2 separate regions of the Mus musculus genome follow, and region 1 is linked to region 2. The links are chromatin contacts, called in public HiCAR-type maps. All regions are on one chromosome and are shown on one strand. The core of a region is the stretch at or near the end of the contact, and the rest is flanking DNA. Distances in the headings are between cores, read along the strand shown.

Region 1 (4,566 bases), core at 797-3,296, 68 kb after region 2:
AGCAGATTCCTGTTGCGTGCTCTGATCTCCTCCAGGAGAGCAAATGGTGTGGGGTAGAGTGTGGGGAGAGGCTGTACTGGAGCTAGGGGCAGGCGTCCAGGCATGACTGCCAAGGCAACGCCAGAGTCAGCACTCACTGGAGGTCTGTACCCTCGGCTCTAGATGGTACAAAGTTCTCCAGGAGGAGACAACAGGCTTGTGAGAGAAGAAAGAAAGCAACAGCTCTGAGCTGCTTACCAAATCCACACACCCATAAAACTTAACTGATAGGCACTGTTCTTGAAGGTCCTGAGACACAGTTTCTAAATGTCAGTTTAGCCTTATGTATTCTTCTAAAACTCAGCTCCGTTCCCTAGACTCCAGGGAAGAAAACAAACAAACAAACCAAAGAGACGACAACAAAACTGAAAAGCAACCCGTTTGGATCATGATTTATGTTGAAAAAAAATATCATTATAGGATTGTTTCTAGGAGTAAAAATTAAGAAACAATACTAATCAAATGGCAGGAGATCAGATAAATGACTTTTATTAACTCTAGATGCTAGTAAGCTAAACTGGCTGTAAGCTGAAGGTTTCATGATGTTTAAAACAGGGTAACAGGAAACAGGAGGCAAATGTGTGAGACTATGTGATTCAGCAAGGAAATGTACACACACACACACACACACACACACACTTCCCAAAGAATTCTCCAAAACACTTGGCACAGTTCTCTTTAAGGCTGAGGTATAGTCTGTATTTTTCTAACAGTTAATTATCTGTGTTGTCTAAGATAACCTATTACTTTATGTGTTTTTTTTTTTTTTTTTTTTTTTTTTTGTTTTTCTTTTTTTCCAGATAGGGTTTTTCTGTCCAGCCTTGCCTGTCCTAGAACTCACTTTGTAGACTAGTCTGGCCTCGAACTCTGCCTGTCTCTGCTTCCTAAGTCTTAGGAATTAAAGACACATACCATCACACCTGGACATATGTTATGTACGTTACACTTTTAAAAAACTTTTTTTTTTCTTGAGACAGGTTTAGCTTTGTAGCTTGGGCCAGTTATGAACTCACACCAGTTCCCTTGGCATCACAAGTGCTGGGATTATAGAAGTGTACCACTGTGCTTGGATGAAGTGCTTTTATTTTTTTTTTAATATTTAGTTATTTGGTGAGTGTGTGTGTGTGTGTGTGTGTCTACATGCCCATGCCACGGTGCATGTGTGGCAACTTGTGGCAATTAGCTCTCTCCTTCTACCATGTGGATTCAGTCTTGCCACCTAGTACTTTTACCAGCTGGGCCATCTTGCTGACCCAAAGTAATTTCCTTTTGATAAAATGAACTCAAAGGATGTACAGTCAGCTTGTGCCCGAGGCCGAAGATGGATAAGAAGACAGAAGGAAATCAACTGAGCCCTGGCTGAAGCAGCCACCAGGGACATTCTTCTGGAAACCTTTAGGGCTATCACCATCAGATAGGGCACAAGTCATCCATGGATCAATACCAAGTTGGCCTGACCTTTCACTCTGATGATATCCCTCACCTTTTCTTCATTAGAGTCCCTGGCTTTCTGAGTCTCCTGCATAGTTGCCCCTGAGCTCATTGGAGTGGATGTCCACTTTTGGGTCCTTAGATGGTATCCAGATAATCTCATGTATTTTCCTTCCATTCTGACACATGTTCCACATGCTCCTGGTTAACACTGTTCCCCGAGAAGACATGAGAATTTCCATCCAGGTGGATTCTGGGATTCTTAGAGGTAATCCAATGGTGCTTCCAAAGCTAGTAGAGAGAATAGAGTTTGGACCCATGGCTAGCTGGCTCAGGGCTGGGGTTTCTCTGTCCAGAGGAGAGCATGTATTCTCAGCCCAAAGTCTCCAGGGAGTTGGGGCCCATCATCTATGTTTATAAAAGGCAGATGGAACCCTCAGGACCCTGGTTACTCATTACACTTTATGAAATGCTGATATCTCAAACCCTCATAAATAGGCTAAGGGGTGGTGAGTCACTCAAAGGCCAAACCAGAAAAATGAGCACCTTACTGATTAACCAGCCTTGCAGCAGCCTGCCAGCTGCCCAGAAGCACAGAGGAGGCTAGGGCCCATGCCTTGCCAAGGTGGCCAAGGGTCATAGCCTACCCTTGTTCTAAGGCTCTTGATCATCAGGAAACTAGACATTGCCCTTGGATTTGGCAACTCCTGGACTCTTATAATCTTAAAAGCCCAGAGGAGCTGTCCTTGAGCCCTGCCTTCCTGGACTCCATTGAGGCCCACTCTGGAATCTTGGAAATTATTCATGTCCTATTGAAGACATATAGGGACTTTTTCATCTTCCCTTTCACAGGGTCTAGGATATCACCTTGAACTTCTACTATGTGCCCTTAGCTGAAGCAATCTTGGGCACTCCTAGAACAGATGTTAAAAATCTCTCTGCTCAAAGTGTTCAAGAACAGTCTTTGTGCTAGAAACAGAAAAAGATGACCTCTTAGGGATATGAACCACCAGAGACACAAAATTCCAGAGACACTGTCTTGGTTGATAGTTGAATGTGGTTAGTGTTTAAAATGTGAAATATCTCTCTGAATACTTGGTTCCCAGCTGGTGATGTTATTATGGAAGGATGCTGAACCTTTCAGATATAGAACCTGACTGGTGGATGTAGACTGCTGGAAGGCTGGTCTTAAGGGTTGGAGCCTCGGCTTCTTGATATACTGAAAAGCCTTCATTATAGGCTCCCACTGTCACACATTCCTCCCAGCCTTTCCACCAGGGTGGTCTGTACCCATGCACTAAAAATGCATCTTTTCTTCCTTAAGTTGCCACTGTCATGTCAGTTAGTAGACACTGGACCTGCCTCAGAAATCCAGAATAACATCCCATATCAAGATGCTTAATTCAGTCATGTATGCCAAGTCCCTTTGGCTATGCAGAGTTAAGTCCTTCTTGATTCTGTTTCTTCATGGACACAAAGGGCCCAATGCCATCTCATCTCTATGACTTTTATGGGAACAGCCTCAAATGTTGGTTGGGTAATTTAAACACCAACAATAGTGTCCTGGCCCCTTGGAATCAAGCTAAACTTTTGGAAACAGACTCTGGTCCACACTCATCCCCTCACTGTAGGTCTGTCAGCAGGTTCTAGAAGCACATCCACTTAAGAACCAGAGTCTTTCCTGGAAGGATGTGTGCTGTATGATACCAGGCTGTAGAGAAAATCTCTGGTGTACTGTGTGGTTGTATCACTTGTCAATAAGAAAACCTATGGCCTATAGGAAAGGGTACAACAGAAAGTGGGACATGGGGTAGGCTGAGAGGATTCTGGGAGAGAGCTAAACACAGGAGGATTAGCCAGGGAGCATGGAGAAGGTCAGGCACATGGGAGCTGAGCAGAGGTAATCAGAATTTAGATTAGAATAAATGGGATATTAAGTTATCATCTATCTAATAAGAGAACAGCCAAAGCTTATGGGCTAAGTATTTGTTAATATTTTTGAGTCTCAGATTTGTTGTTCTGGGAACCAGGGGCTGGGAGGGGGAAAACTCAGTCTTTACATCAGGCCCCCTCATAGCTCTTCCCAACTCATCCTTCTAGCTTATGAGGCAGCAGCTTCACTTAGCTAGTTTCTGTCCCTCAAACACAGTAAATGTAGGTTCCATTCTGGGATATGTATTTGCTTTCTTTCCTGCCCAGAGCACTCTGTCTCAGCCCCTGGACCAGCTGACTCCTAATCATCCTAATCTTTTCACCCTAGCTCCTCTCCTCCTCCTTCGTCTCAGTAAGAGTTACTTTTCCTATTGGTTCTCTATCTCCATTCCTTCCCAATTTCTTTCCTGGACTTGTTACATCCCTTCTTTTTCTGAACCTGCCTGGCTCCATATCCAAGATACGTGTTCAGCGGGCTGTGGACTAGGACTTCTTTAGCTCCTGGTGGATGATGTGGACTATCTCTGGTCCTTGTTTATAACTCTGTGATCTTTCCAGATCACCCTAATCAAACAAGGTGCCAAGCATCAGGAAAGACTATGGCTTCCTAACAAAGGAAGAAGTCATAAGATTTAGAGCTTGATCCCTCAACCCAAAGCAAGACCTCTGATAGACACCCCTGACAGCTTCCCCATGATCCAATTGTGCAGTTGTTTGTTTGGTGTTTTACTCTTTTTGGCTTATTCATTGCCTGTCTTTTCCTCTGAAATACAATACGAATTCAGGAGGAGAGAACTTGTTCATCCTGGTCTTATTAGCACTAAGCATGGTCTCTGGCCTGTTGTAGGTGGATACCCAAAGCTTGCTGAGTAAAAAGCAAATCCAATGGCCTAACTCCCCTTTCCAAGCTCTGTGGATGGCCACCCCCACTCCAGTGTCCCATCTCTACAAATTCCCAGGTATTTTTGGCTGCAGAGTTTGGAGATCTACTGTTCTTATTTCCTTTCTATTGAAAATTCAAGAGCTTTCATTCTATCTTCACATTACAGTAAGTCACACATCTTCATCCTTTTCTATCCACACATATATCACAACACACAGACATACATAGACAGACAGACAGACATACACACACACACACACACACACACACACAGAGCTTCC
Region 2 (4,646 bases), core at 860-3,359:
CCCATTCTTTTCATTATTTTATAACAGTGCAGGAGTGGTCTTGCTGTACAAGGTAAGCTAAATGGTATGGAGTTGGACTCAATAATACAGTTGTCATGGGTGACTTGCCTTCTCCATCCAAATCCATATGGCCTAACCCTTGTGGCCTTGGAACAAAACTACACTGGGAGACAGGTCTTCACCATTAAAATGGTCTCATCCGATCCATGCCAGTTTCATAGTGACTGTTGTCCTAGGGAGAAATGGAGGTCAAGACAAGATGCCTACACAGAAGGCCACAGGGAAAGACCCAGAGGGGACCTTATCTGCACATCAGGGAGGGAGAGCTCAGCCCAGAGGCCCTTGATTTTGGACTTCCGATGTCTATAGTTACGAGAGAATACTTTGCTATTGTCGAAGTCTGTAATACTTTTCTATTGTGGTCCAAACAAAACAATATGGCATTGAGTTAGGTCCCTACGGCTTTGCAAACAACTCTGAGTGTCTGTATAAGCGTGTGTGGAGAGGCCAGAGATCAGCTGATTCGGGTTGTCTGTCTCAGTCATCTTCTACCTTGTTTTGTGAGGCAGGGTCTCTCACTGAACCCGGTGCTCACCCATTTAGCTAAACTCCGCCTACCCACCACAGCACTAAGGTTACAGGCACACATGGCTTCACTTCACCTTTCCATGGATCTGAGATGAGAACTTATCTCCTCATTCTAGTATGGCAAGCACTTTACCATCCTGCTGAATCTGAGCAGAACAAAAGTTTGTGTGTGGGGGATGTCCTGTGCACTGTGTGAAGTGTCCTCCATGCCAGGGCCCAGCTTGCATAACCTCTCTCACCTTTCTGTTGCCCTGCAAGGTCATCTGCTGCATTGACCATGCTCATACATTTAAAGACCTGATCGATATCTAGGGCATGGCTTAGAAACTGGGGCATAGACCATTATTGATCGGTAGAGAAGAGACAGGCAAGGTCATGGGGAGTTCATTTATCCATTCACCCAGATATTCATTCAGTCAAGAAACTGGTTCTGAGTCGGTGATTATTGACCTGGAGATTGGAAGATACATGAGTCTTGGGCCCTATGTTAAAGCACTCACCATCACACACGTAAAGAGTGGGTGCTGGCTACCCACCCTATGTATGCTTTCCAGTGTGGCCCATGACTTGGAAGAAAAAAAGCCAGAACCTTACTCGCCCATCCAGGGAGAGAAGGGATCAGACAGAGGGATGCACAGGGGGGTGTCTGTTAGCAATGCTGGTGTTTGTTCTTGTATTCTTTCCCCAGCAGGGTCTCACTATATAGCTCCAGCTAACTTGGAATTTGCAGCTCTCCTGCCTCAGCCGTCTGAGTGCTGAGATTACTGATAAAGTGTCACTAAGCTAGGACTAGGGATGCTGATCTTTCCTTGGTCTCTTGTTTGTGACAAAGAGGGACAGGTAACAGCAACTTTATCTCCCAAGGTTGCCAGAGCCTCTGCTGAGTCCACTTTTACCAATGGGGAGTCATGCAGACCAAAGTGAGGCAATACTCTTTAACAAGGAAATGGTACCGTGATGGCAGTGTGGCTCAGTACACTTTGCCGGCGTGTGTGAAGTCCTGAATTTGAAACCTAGCACCTGGGTAGGGGTTAAGTGTGAGAGGCAAACCCAACACCCACATCGGAGCCAAGCCACATCATCAGGCTTCATTACTATTGTCAGAGAAGATCCAGACTGTCCAGGGAGGACATGGCAGTATATGGATGTGGGAGGGGAACCTGGAACTGACTGAGACCTGGAGCCTTCCAAAGTGGTTTCACTGGGCCATTCTTAGTTCCCAATGAGATTAAGGAACTTGTGATGGTGTGGGGGGGAATTGGGAACAAACTATTCTTCCTTGTGAGGCTGGCCTGATGCACCCTGGGAATTCTTACAGCCAAGGCCATCTGGCCATTGGTAATAGAGGTAGGAGGTGGGAGCCAGGGTCTATGTACCTATCTATGTTCTATTTTTCTCTTCTAGTTAAATACAAACCAAATAACAAAAGTGCTGCTGAGGCTTTCTGGACACGTGGTACCAGCAGCTGGGTGGGTGTGCTGAGCTCTGGTGAAACTCCTCAGTAGATGGGGCCACAACAGGGGAATGTTTAACCAGGGAGGGAACAGGGAGGTCTGTACTTCCCAGAGCCCAAGTCCCAACAGTGACCTTGGGCATTCCAGAAAATGCTGAGCAGGGTTTCTGCTGCTCTGAGCCTCCTCCACTGTCCAACACAGGCCTGGGCTTCAGTCAAATCCTTTTCTCTTTCTTCCTGCAGCAAGGGTCACCACGAGATGATGCAGAGACCTTACAAATCCAGGACAGAAGTATTTATAGGTAGGGTCACTTTTTTAGAGATGGAGTCACTGAGCAGAGATGGAGGTCCATACTTAGCAAGACTGTGTCACCTTAGTCAAGGAGGTGTAGAAAGCTAGATCCTGGCTCCTGGTCACAGTCCCCTCTTACCTGCCCACCAGCCCTGCTGCTGTCCCACCAACAGGAGTGACCTTCACAGAGGACCTGTGGGAATATGGAGTTGGTTCAGGATGAGATTCCCATTTGAAGATGGTATTATCCACTCTGTCCTCATCAGAAGGCAAGAAAGGTCCTGTCTCTTGTCTCCTTGTAATCGGGATAACCCCATCAGAATGCCCTGCCACCATGTCTTCATGTCAGGAGTTCCTGTAACTTCCTCTGCAATCCCAGGCACAAGCAAGGATATGGAAGTCATCTCTTGATGCAGCACATACCCTGTCTCCAGATTCATCTTTCTGAGATAATTATTTGAGGGGAAGTGCAGGAGAGAGTTTAGCCTGCGCAAAGGCCCTGAGGCAGGAGTGTTCCCCATCATGATGAGGAAAATGAAGGTGGCTGCAATGACTCCAGTGGAGATCACAGTGAGTGACATGGCAGGGCATTCATTGGTCAGTATGGCTGCTGTGAGTAAGTCTGGTAGTCGTTCCCCGGGATACCATCTAAGTGTGCACTTGAGACCACAACTACACTCTTTTATTCTGTGCTTATGTCTTAGTGTTGCAAAGAGAAACTATGACCATAGCAACTCTTATAAAGGCAAGTATTTAACTGGGGCTTGCTTACAGTTGCAGAGGCTTAGTCCATTGTCTGTGTGGCAGAAGTATAGTGGCAGGCAAGCAGATGTGGCACAGCCAAGAGTTATACATGTAGGTCTACAGGCAACAGGAAAAGAAAGATGTTGGGTTGGGCTTGGACATTTGAAACCCCAAGCCTACCCTCAGTGACACACATTCTCCAAGAAGGCAACACCTACTCCAGCAAGGCAAAACCTCCTAATCCAAATCACACCACTACCTAATGACCAAGCATTCAAACATATGAGCACATGGGAGCCATTCCTATTCCAACCACCGCATGTCTATGGTAAAATGCAATCAATCAATCAACTGGACACAATAGGGGACTGACAACAAGAAATAATCGAATAGAACAATTGAGACAATATATCACATAATACAGTGGCCGGTTTCACTACATTTGCACTTTGTAGTGGCCATTGTTAACACAGCAAAGGTACCTGACACACAATCACTGTCAGGACTCAGCACTCCACCTGATAACAGAGATGACCACTAAGTGATGGGGGCTGCTGTATACACTTAGTGACTAATGCCTGTGGACCGAGTCAGAGGCAACTAGTGGGGGTTAGAGCATTCAGTAAATGATTAATGGCATCTGTGTATGGAGTGTGGATGTACTAGACAGAACTGATTATATACCCCAGGTGGGAAAGGTCAGTGAGCATGTACAAGATTTCATCATGCTATACAGAACAGGGCAGCATTGGAAACTTATCAATTCTTTGCTTCCAGAATCTTCTATTTAATGTCTTTAAAACACAGTGATTGTGAGTAATCAAAGCTACAGAAAGCAAAACTGTGGGGGAGGGATCACTGTGCCATAGACATGGTCCTTAAGCAAGAGAACTGTACCTTCTCTTAAAGAGCAGGCAGAGCTGGTTTCTTCTGAGACCTCCAGCCATGGCTCACCAGTGGCTCTTCTGTTCCTGTGTCCTCCTCTGTACCCATCAGTATTTTGGTCTTCTCTTGTTAAGATATCATTCAGAATGGACTCGGGCCACTCTCAATTTCCTCTGATTGACTTTTAAAGACCCTCTCTCCAAAGGCAATCATATTCTGAGGTGGAATTAGGGTTTGAGCACATAAATCTTGGGGATACAGCTCTGCCCATACAGGCAGGTCCTAGCAGAGTGACTTGATACATTACTCTAAATTGAACTGAGGCCAACAGAGGAGAGGCTCAGAGGGACAGCATACTATTTCCAAAAGATTCTTTTGGCTGATGTTGTGATAAGTGTCCAAGGAAGTCTTTCTGAACTAAAGGAAAGGCCCCAAGAGTGGATGGACCTCGAGGAGATCCTGATGAGGAAACATGGTGTAGTATTCTTGACTGGAAAATGGCTGGTGTTTGGCATTTTGAAAATAGAAATGGCAGTCTAGGCTGATGGAATGACTAGACACAGAATGTGGGAGAAAAAAATGGCCAAGGTCACACAGTCTCAGCTCAGTTCCCCTACTTAGTGTCTTTTGGAACCTTGCTTCCTGTCCTTGGGAAGAATAAGGAGATATCGTTGCCTGCTGCCA

What was found. HiCAR-type assays count read pairs that join an accessible place to other places.
Region 1: a HiCAR-type map of kidney shows a contact between it and region 2, with 3 times the contacts expected there. The contact joins two enhancer-like sites. A contact is called at or near these places in 5 of 39 promoter capture datasets (the 3T3-L1 cell line, liver, pre-B cells and 1 more), 14 of 484 Hi-C or Micro-C datasets (the G1E-ER4 cell line, the HPC-5 cell line, dorsal root ganglion neurons and 5 more), 7 of 115 datasets of contacts at active chromatin or transcription factors (the HPC-7 cell line, embryonic stem cells, kidney and 2 more) and 1 of 9 other capture datasets (embryonic stem cells).

What each region holds. Positions count from the first base shown.
Region 1 is chr15:67,081,210-67,085,775 of GRCm38.p6, forward strand. No RefSeq gene overlaps it. Among named protein-coding and RNA genes, the nearest start is that of Gm31342, 44 kb to the left of the region's middle. Within about 2 kb of position 2,047, at least 32 of the 459 cell types and tissues checked have an H3K27ac peak or open chromatin away from gene starts, as enhancers often do. A contact at or near this core is called in kidney, where this site is marked.
Region 2 is chr15:67,012,837-67,017,482 of GRCm38.p6, forward strand. No RefSeq gene overlaps it. Among named protein-coding and RNA genes, the nearest start is that of Gm31286, 5.2 kb to the right of the region's middle. Within about 2 kb of position 2,110, at least 7 of the 459 cell types and tissues checked have an H3K27ac peak or open chromatin away from gene starts, as enhancers often do. A contact at or near this core is called in kidney, where this site is marked.